Regions from separate parts of the Danio rerio genome. Here regions 1 and 3 are each linked to region 2. A link is a contact called in public Hi-C data. All regions are on one chromosome and are shown on one strand. The core of a region is the stretch at or near the end of the contact, and the rest is flanking DNA. Distances in the headings are between cores, read along the strand shown.

Region 1 (3,060 bases), core at 538-3,037, 230 kb before region 2:
TTATCTTTCAGGGAGTTTGCAAAGACCATCAAGCGGCCATTTTCAGTGCGTTATAACCCGTACACGCAGAGTGTGGACGTTTTAAAAGACACGACCAGCATCAACAATGTGGTGGAAGAACTGAGACATGAGCTGGACATCATTGGAGATGCATTAAGCAGGCTAAACAAACAACTAGGAGTCTGAAAAACTACATTTTCCAACAAAATCCCCCAGTCCCAAGTTCATTTGTTTTGTCACACTACTTCAATGTATGGCATCAAAGATGTGCTGTATGTATCTACCAAAGTCAAATCCTATATTTTTCCTATATTTATATTATTAGTTTGGTTTTTGTTTGATTAAATATGTGATTCAGCAAAAGGAACTTCTTGTATTTTATGTGTGATTTCTATTCGAGAAGCTGGTTATTATGCAAGGTGATAACAACGAATATGGTTAAAATCAGGCAATTGATCTTAAGTGCAAAGTTGATGTCTGCTTATGTATGGGTGGTTTCAGTTAGCATTTTGTTTTAAACTGGCACCTTTATTGATAGATATTTTAGTAATTTGCTTTCTATTTTATTTCTGCACAGTATTTATACTATATAATGAGTTTTGTATCACTGTCTATGAAATGAAATATTGATTCACTGTACTTCTGTGTTAATGTTTATTTATTCATGAACTTCTACGTGGAGTAGGCCATAGAAAGGAATATGTATTAATTATAAATGTATGTAAATATTATATTGGACATTGATGATTATTTTTACAAATTAACGTTAACGTTACCCTACTTTTAAACTGTTTGCAGTTTGTATAAAGTATTTAAAACTCAGAATGAAGTTTGCCTGAAAGTTCAAGTCTGGAGAAATGTGGGGGTAAAGATTATTAGCAAAGAGTTTATAAGCTTAAAATAAAAATAAATCATTGTTTTTCTACTGTAACAAAAATTAGTGTACCGTTTCTTCTTTGCTCCCAACGGTTGTTTTCCTGGAGGCACTTCAAATGTCGAAGTCTGTTCCGATTTCTGGACATGATTTGTCTTATGGCAGACGTAAGTACGTTAAAACTATGATCCTTTGATTGTATAAATAATTATTTTTATTAATTATGTCAATTATAATTAAGCAGACACCTGGTAAACGACAAGAAAGTGCCTTCAGACGTATTTAACGGGGCTCATTAAGCGTTCATCTTAAACAACTGTGATTTGTTTATTGCCAAAATTGTTGAGAAAAGTAACGAATGCCACGTGACTACATTTTGATATTTTCAACGTGATAAAAATCAACATTGATTGGTATGAATAGAGTGAATATATATTGTTTATTGTAGATATACACTATATTTCTTAAATTGAATTAAAATCTATGCTATAATCTATTGTTTAATTATTATTATTAATATGCAAAGATTAAACGACTTCTTATTTGTAATTAATAGCTATTCAAATATACTTATTGTTTTTTAAATTTAAAAAAAAAAAATATTTTATATTTTCAATCCAATGTCTTTAAAAATAACAACATTATACATATTTGTCAAACTGATCAACGTTTGTTTTAATTCTGAATAATGTTAAATTATATACATAATATTGTAAGTTGACATTGCTTATATTTTAACAATGTAAAACTGAGAACGTGTCACTTATTTAATAAAAAATAGATATGTAAATTATTAAATCTGCTGCTAAGCCACGCCCATGTTGCATAGTTCAACGCTTATTTCCATTCCACCAACTAATATTTCTTAAATCTGGGAAAACCGATGACGTTTACATAATTTTAAGGCATGTCATCAGTTGGCGCCTAAATCTAATGGAAGGAGATCAGCTGTCAAAATGTGTATCGCTACTGTACACGTGGGTGAGTTTATTTACACCTCATTTACTCACATTTATACACGACTGCCCCACTTGAAATTCACGAAAATACGCGAACTTTGAATTGATAAAGTTAGTAATTCGAAACATTTACATATATCTGAACAATAAACTCTTGAATGGGTGTCACAGGGAGCCAACAGTTATGGTCAGCTCGGGCAGGGAAACGCAGAAGATCAAGCCGAGCCGAGGCGTGTAGAAAGCGGACTGCAGGAGGAGCAGATCCGCGCTGTCACCGGAGGAGGCGGACATTCGGCTCTCATTTCTGGTTACATGGCCTATTTTGCTATAAAAATATGTTTTTAAAAGTTTGAACAGCAATATGTAAGATTACGTTGTTTAGAATTAGTAAAATTGTACTTTAAATCTTTGTATGTTTGTTTACCTTTTATTTGTGGTACATCGCCGCTCCCTAGTGGTCGAGTAGTAGTGTGACAACATTCTCCTTAAAAGTCTTAAAACGTCTTAAATGTCAACGTAAATTTTAAGACTTAAAAAGTTTAAAATGTTGTGTTGTAGGTCTTGAATCTTCTTTAACAGGTGTTAATTCTCCTTTCTTAAAACTGGCCATTAACATACAGTTTTAGTCATACAGTGACCAAAAATCCATCTCAATAAAACTTTTTGTTGAAAATTAGCATTTAATTACTTTCCTTGCAGTAACATTTGCTTAGAAGTTCTCCGTTTATGTATTGCTGAGGATACTAACCTGATTTTATATTATTACAGGGTTTCTACAGGGTCTTAAAGTCTTAAAATGTCCTAAATCTCAAAATCCAAATTTTAGGCCTTAAAAAGTCTTAAATTTACTGAAATATTGTGTTTTAAGTCTTAAATCTTTTTTAAACAAGTCTTAATTGTCGTTTGTTCATAAATTGCTACCCAATCTGGCCAAAACCCATACAATAATCAACAATCCATCTCAATAAAACTTTTTATTTAAAAAGGTAATTATTAACTCTGTCATAATGGGTTCATTATTTTCCTTAAAATAACATTTCTTTAAAAGTTCTCCATGTAGATTTATTGTATTACATTTTTAAAACCTTTAAAATATTTGTTCATTTTTTGATTTTAAAGAAAGTTGATGTTGGGAAAAAAAGTGTATGCATACAAGCTTGTTTTTACACAATATTTCAAATATAAAAAAAAAAACATATATATATATATATATATATATATATATAT
Region 2 (2,762 bases), core at 144-2,643:
AAGAGTTTGGAGCCCGGGTGGTACTCTGCTATGGCCCAAGGCCAAGCCATGTCAACACTGGTAAGGGCGTACCTAGTGACGCACAACCCCTCGTACCTTGGGGCCGCAATTCGAGCAACATCCCCCTTCAAGAGGACTCCAGAACAACATGGTGTCAAGGCAACATTCATGAATAAGTTTGACTGGTATGAGGAATACCCCACAACCCCAAGTTCATTTGTCCTTAATGGCTTTATCTACTCTTTGATTGGTCTGTATGATGTGGCGGAGACTGCAGGCAACAAACTTGGACGAGAAGCAGGAATACTGTTCAGTCAAGGACTGGAGTCGCTCAAGGCCATGTTGCCATTGTTCGATACAGGCTCTGGAACAGTTTATGACCTGAGACACTTTACCTTGGGTGTTGCCCCAAATTTAGCACGGTGGGACTATCACACCACGCACATCAACCAGTTACAGCTGCTCGCCTCAATCGACGGCGCCCCCATTTTTAGGGACTATGTGAAACGCTGGAAGACTTACCTGAAAGGAGGTCGGGCTAAGCACAACTAGACTTGCTGAGATGGCGATTTAATATGACATTTAGAACTACCGTACTGTTGAGAATTAGTAAACTGACATTTACTTTTCTAAGGAAAGGGTGCATATTGTATCCAACTTGATTGCTTTATGAATGTCATGCTTGAGTTGTTGTACAGACTTCAAGAATGTGATTCGCTGTGCTTTATTTCTAAACGATCATGTAATGTTTGAATGCAAGAAGCAATGCACACTTATTTACAGACTTTTAAAGGAAGCACAACAGATTTGCTCAATAATAACATGACTGTCGATCTTGAGTCATTCAATAAGTACATATTAGTAGTCACACTGATGATTGTGTGTTATCTATGAATTGTTTATGCTGTAAAAATGTCACTATTATTGCATAATGGTACAAATGAGTGCTTCGTATTAGAAATGTTTTAGAATTGTTTGTATTTTAAAGCACAATTCTATCGACACAGTTGCACATTTATTTCTCAGAATGTAATTATTTGAAGCTTAAATAAATGTGGTATTTTTAAACCAAAGTATTTCTCTGTGGAATCGTTGTTGCTATCAGCAAAAGTGGGCTGGGAGGCACATATAGTAATAGTGAAGTCGAAAAATATTTAGTAACAAAACTTTTATATATATATATATATATATATATATATATATATATATATATATATATATATATATATATATATATATATATATATATATATATATATATATATATATTAACCCCTATGGCCAGAAAGTTATAAAATATTAACACACTCCACCTGTTATTAGCTTGAGGTGAAATCCATTCAGCATTCGATTAACAGACCTAAAGTAGCTCTATTCACCCTGCACTCGATTAGTATGCCTGCCTACGCCGAGCTACCCACAAACCAGTTAGCTAGCATAATTTCACCTATAGCCAGCACAATACATTTTCTCAATGTCCCGATAATCCAAACGGTTTGATTGATAATCTCCTAAATGACGTGAATGTAATGAGCTCGGCGCTTCGGATCGGTCGGTTGTCAGTCCAGGTCGGGTAATAACGATCCAGCTCGGCTAACAGGCTAAGCGGCTAACAAGCGCCTTCGATGACATTTCACTGACAAACACAACAAAACAGGTATGTAAAATATCAATGATTTCGCGGTGTAATCTGTTTTTCAACAAACTCAGATTGTGTGTTATGATTATGGCACTGTTAGGAATGTCATACGTTTAATTAAATCTATTTTTAAAGTGAGTAAACGGTGGCTAACACAGTAGCTTTCAGTTCAGTTTCCATATTTGGGCGGGCACGGCAGTGAATAATTGTTAGTTACTCGACCAGAAAACACAATTAATACCATTATTGACTCTGATTGTGTGGATATTTTAGTGTTTGGCTTCGTTGGTGATCAAATGCGATCGAAGATTTCACTGACACGGCGTGGATTTTAAATGGCTTGTTTGTTTACATGGTTCAGCACATCTGATAGGGCTTTAATTGTCCACAACACCACGAGAGCTTCCTGCCCTGTGTTTTTAATATAATGTAACCAAGTCAGAGGTACATTCTAGTGTAATATCATAGCAAAACACCCAGAGGGCCTTTCCTGTTCAGGTCTGTTGTCAAAAGGCTGTTTTATGGATTGATTGAGGGCCTGTTGTAGCCATCATTGTATCTCCTGAACAGCTGCAGCCACAGGACATAGTTATTACATATACTATTAAAGCTTTAAAATGAGAGGTTTTGTCACATAATAAGTCTTATTATTATGAAATAAACTGTCATTTAAGTTATATATATCTGAAATAGGTTTAGTAATGCAGACAGGGAATGAAATAGCACTGGTATTTCAGCATTGAATGCTGTGACAGTGTTTTGTTGGACTGTAGAGGAGTGTTTGTTGATTTAAGCTCAGTTTTTGTGGCTGTTTTCCAGTTTGCATGGCCGGCGTGCTGCTGAGTTAGTGTCCGGTCCGCGTGTGAGGGAGGCCGGCCGGGCCGTGGAGCACTAAAGAGGAAAAATGGCTGTGCAGAACAGAAACTCTGTGCTGATCCTGTCGGGGCGAGAGCGAGGAGCTCGTATGCTGGGCTCTCAGAGGCTCCTGCAGCAGCTGGTGGAAGACCGAACACGCTGGATGAAATGGCAGAGCCAGGTAGGGTATCAGTTTTAATCTCTGTAATGGTTCTCTCTAGCCTGCACACAGCAGACATGCCTTTATAGACCAATTTCTTGCTAAATG
Region 3 (3,086 bases), core at 213-2,712, 160 kb after region 2:
TTATTCGCTAATTATGAGGTTGTCTTCATTTCCTAAGTTTTCCTAAGTATTTACATGTGTAATGCACTGTACATATACACATTAATATGTGTTGTAATTATTTAATATTAGCCCTATGTTATTTTATATTGCAATATATATTATGACATTTCTAACCATTTTTATTAGATTTTTTATTAAATTCTTATTATTTTAAGTACATTACAGCTGGAAGTTTAAAGTAATTTTTGAAGTACTTTTATGTAAATATTATATATGCATATTTATTTTTTTAAATATTTTATATAATTTCATTATTTTGTATATATTTTTCTTCCATATGGACAAATGTGCATGCCGATTTTATTTTTTCTTAAGATCTTAATATTTGAAGTACACTACAGCTAATAATTTTAAGTATTTTAAAGCATTTAACATTAAAAATGTACACAACGTACATATTTCATATTATTTGCTTATTTTGGATTGTGTTTTTGTATTTATTTATTTTCCTTCCTTTTAAAATATAATATATCTTAAAAAACATTATTTTTATACGCGTAAATTGCATGAGAATTATAATTTTAGATTTTCATTTTATTTATTTTTATAACACCATATTAACACATAATTGCATGCCAATTAAATTTTTTCTTAAATTCTTAATATTTGAAGGACATTAGAGCTTATAATTTAAAGTATTTTTAAACCCTTTAACATATAGAATGTACACAACATTCATATTTAATATTATTCGCATATTTTATATTGCATTTTTTGTATTTAATTGTTTTCCTTCCTTTTAAAGTATATTATATTTACAAAAATCTTATTTATATGCGCTTTATTTGCATTAGAATTATAATTTTACATTTTTATTTAATTATTTATTTTTATAACTCCATATTGACACTTACCAGCATGCCAATTTTCATTTCTTCTTCAATTCTTAATATTTGAAGTACATTACAGCTAATAATTTGAAGTATGTCAAGTATGTACATTACATTTTTTGTTTTTATTTATTCCTCTTCATTTTAAAGTATATTAAATCTTTAAAATCATATTTATATGTACTTTATTTACATTTGAATTGTAATTTATTATTTTCATTATATTATTTATTTTTGTAACTCCATATTGACACATACTTGCCATTTTAATTTTTTCTTAAACTGTTAATATTTAAAGTACACTACAGCTAATAATTTAAAACATTTTAAGCATTTAACACATTAAATTACATATTTAACCTTCATTTTTTTGTTTTTATTGATCTTAAATCACATTATATCTAAAAAAAAAAAATCATATCCATGCTCTATTTACATCAGAATAATAATCCGTTAATTTGCCCTCTTCAGCTAATAATCAACAAATGATTTGTTTATTTCTCGCGAGATTTGCGTCCAATAGTTTTCAAACGCGTTTCGCAGCACATTGCATGACGAGTTTAAAAGCCCCAAACTGAGAGTTAAGTTCAGACGAAAACTCAAAATAAGCATTTGAAGGCAAATTCAGCCGCTCCCCCGTTTAACAGACACCTGCCTCAAAGCGCAATCCTTTTGATTCACGGCGTGTTGATTCAGCACAAATTCAGCACAAAAAAAGCCCTATTCTGAGCAGCCTCAAAAATATGTCATGGCGGCCCAGAAAAAACTGTTAACTCCTGACAATTTCATTGGTTAACGGAGCGGCCACCTCTTTCATAACATGGTAGGAGCATTTCGCTGGCGTAGATTATTCTATACATCTATTTTGTACTCTTTTAGCGGGTATAAAGCGGTGCACGTGCTCTGGTGTGATGGAGAACGTATATAAACACGTTTACGACAGCGGCATTTACTTTGACTTGATGTTAGGCTGAAGGGGGAGTGAAGTGCTGTCAGGCAGACATGGTGGTCTGGATGGGGGGATGCATTCACTTCATTTGCTGACGATTTATCCGGTGAAACAAGTAGCACTGGAACGTTTGGGTTGAATTGGGATGGTTACTTCTGTGGTTAGTGGTTGTAAGAAAACGATTGTACATTTATAGATTACTTTGATTTCAAATATGTTTTGAATTGACTAAAGAATGTTTAAAGAAGATCTGGAAGCGTCTGGGATTAAAACTTATATATTGTGGAGACCAACAGAATTAAAACAGACTCACTAAGTGACCCCAAAATATTTAATAACATGGGTATACATGATGAATAAGGATGTCTAAAATTATACTTTTTTAACATTTAGTTTAAAACTTATGTTATTAAAATTACTCAATTTGAAACGACTGTAAATGTTTCTAAGTATTTATTCATTTTGTTTTAAATTATTATTATTATTATTGTTCTTGTTGTTGTTGTTGAAAACTTCATCTTTAATGATTTGTTATGTCTTTCTTGTCACATGACAACAAAATGGCTTCCTGGATGCTGGTTGCCTTGACTTTGATTTGATTTGAAGTCATACTTTGAGTCAAAAATATTACAAAAAAGAACTGTAGTTATGTAATGAAATTTTATTTATTATAGTTTTAAGTAGAAAAGAATGGGGGGGGGGGGTATCAAAGACTATGTAACTCAGAAAGTTTAATTAAAAAAATCTAATTCTCTGTCTCTGTATATAATTTTAGAAACTCTTCTATTGTAGTCTGACATTTTTTTTTTGTTTTGTGTACTATTCACATAATTTAATTAATTATTTAATAAGAAAACTATTATATATGTTACTTGGAAAGTTCAGTATAAATCTAATCAAATGAAAACTTTATCTGTTTTGCCCCATCAAGGCCTATATTGCTGTCCTATATGCTTAAGCAGAAACTATTTTAGAGCATTATTATTCAAATAACCTACAGCAATACAATATTATTTTTTAAGCACTTTTCATTTAATAATATTAAAGCCTATCGCTTTTTAATTTCTGCATATTGTTTACATAATTGAACTAGTCTTATTTTGTTCAATGTTTATTATGTATATTTAATTAAACATCCTTTTTTGCTATTGTTTATGCTAATATAATAAATATACTACTAAAAAAACTTCTTATGCCTTCTGCAAGTGTACATCTATTGAGATTGAGTGACTAAAATGTTCATAAAACAGATTTGGAAGCGTCTG

What was found. Hi-C and Micro-C count contacts between places; a contact is called where the count stands out from the background.
Region 1: a Hi-C map of an unstated tissue shows a contact between it and region 2, with 4 times the contacts expected there. The contact joins the promoter of sergef here to the promoter of ambra1b in region 2. A contact is called at or near these places in 2 of 18 Hi-C or Micro-C datasets (caudal fin and an unstated tissue) and 1 of 4 datasets of contacts at active chromatin or transcription factors (embryo).
Region 3: a Hi-C map of hematopoietic stem cells shows a contact between it and region 2, with 4 times the contacts expected there. The contact joins the promoter of phf21ab here to the promoter of ambra1b in region 2. A contact is called at or near these places in 4 of 18 Hi-C or Micro-C datasets (caudal fin, embryo, hematopoietic stem cells and 1 more) and 2 of 4 datasets of contacts at active chromatin or transcription factors (caudal fin and embryo).

What each region holds. Positions count from the first base shown.
Region 1 is chr25:8,844,317-8,847,376 of GRCz12tu, reverse strand. It overlaps sergef (secretion regulating guanine nucleotide exchange factor), which reads left to right and starts at 1,787. Exons shown (of 12, transcript XM_688940.9): 1 at 1,787-1,855; 2 at 2,005-2,140. The coding sequence starts at 1,808. It overlaps LOC141380887 (a long non-coding RNA gene), which reads right to left and starts at 2,014. Exons shown (of 4, transcript XR_012400245.1): 1 at 947-2,014. It overlaps tph1a (tryptophan hydroxylase 1 (tryptophan 5-monooxygenase) a), which reads left to right. Exons shown (of 11, transcript NM_178306.3): 11 at 12-367. The coding sequence ends at 186.
Region 2 is chr25:8,617,706-8,620,467 of GRCz12tu, reverse strand. It overlaps ambra1b (autophagy/beclin-1 regulator 1b), which reads left to right and starts at 1,393. Exons shown (of 19, transcript NM_001302220.1): 1 at 1,393-1,657; 2 at 2,459-2,675. The coding sequence starts at 2,544. glcea (glucuronic acid epimerase a) reads left to right here. Exons shown (of 4, transcript NM_212850.2): 4 at 1-1,073. The coding sequence ends at 552.
Region 3 is chr25:8,458,699-8,461,784 of GRCz12tu, reverse strand. phf21ab (PHD finger protein 21Ab) reads left to right here and starts at 1,462. Exons shown (of 17, transcript XM_073942764.1): 1 at 1,462-1,695.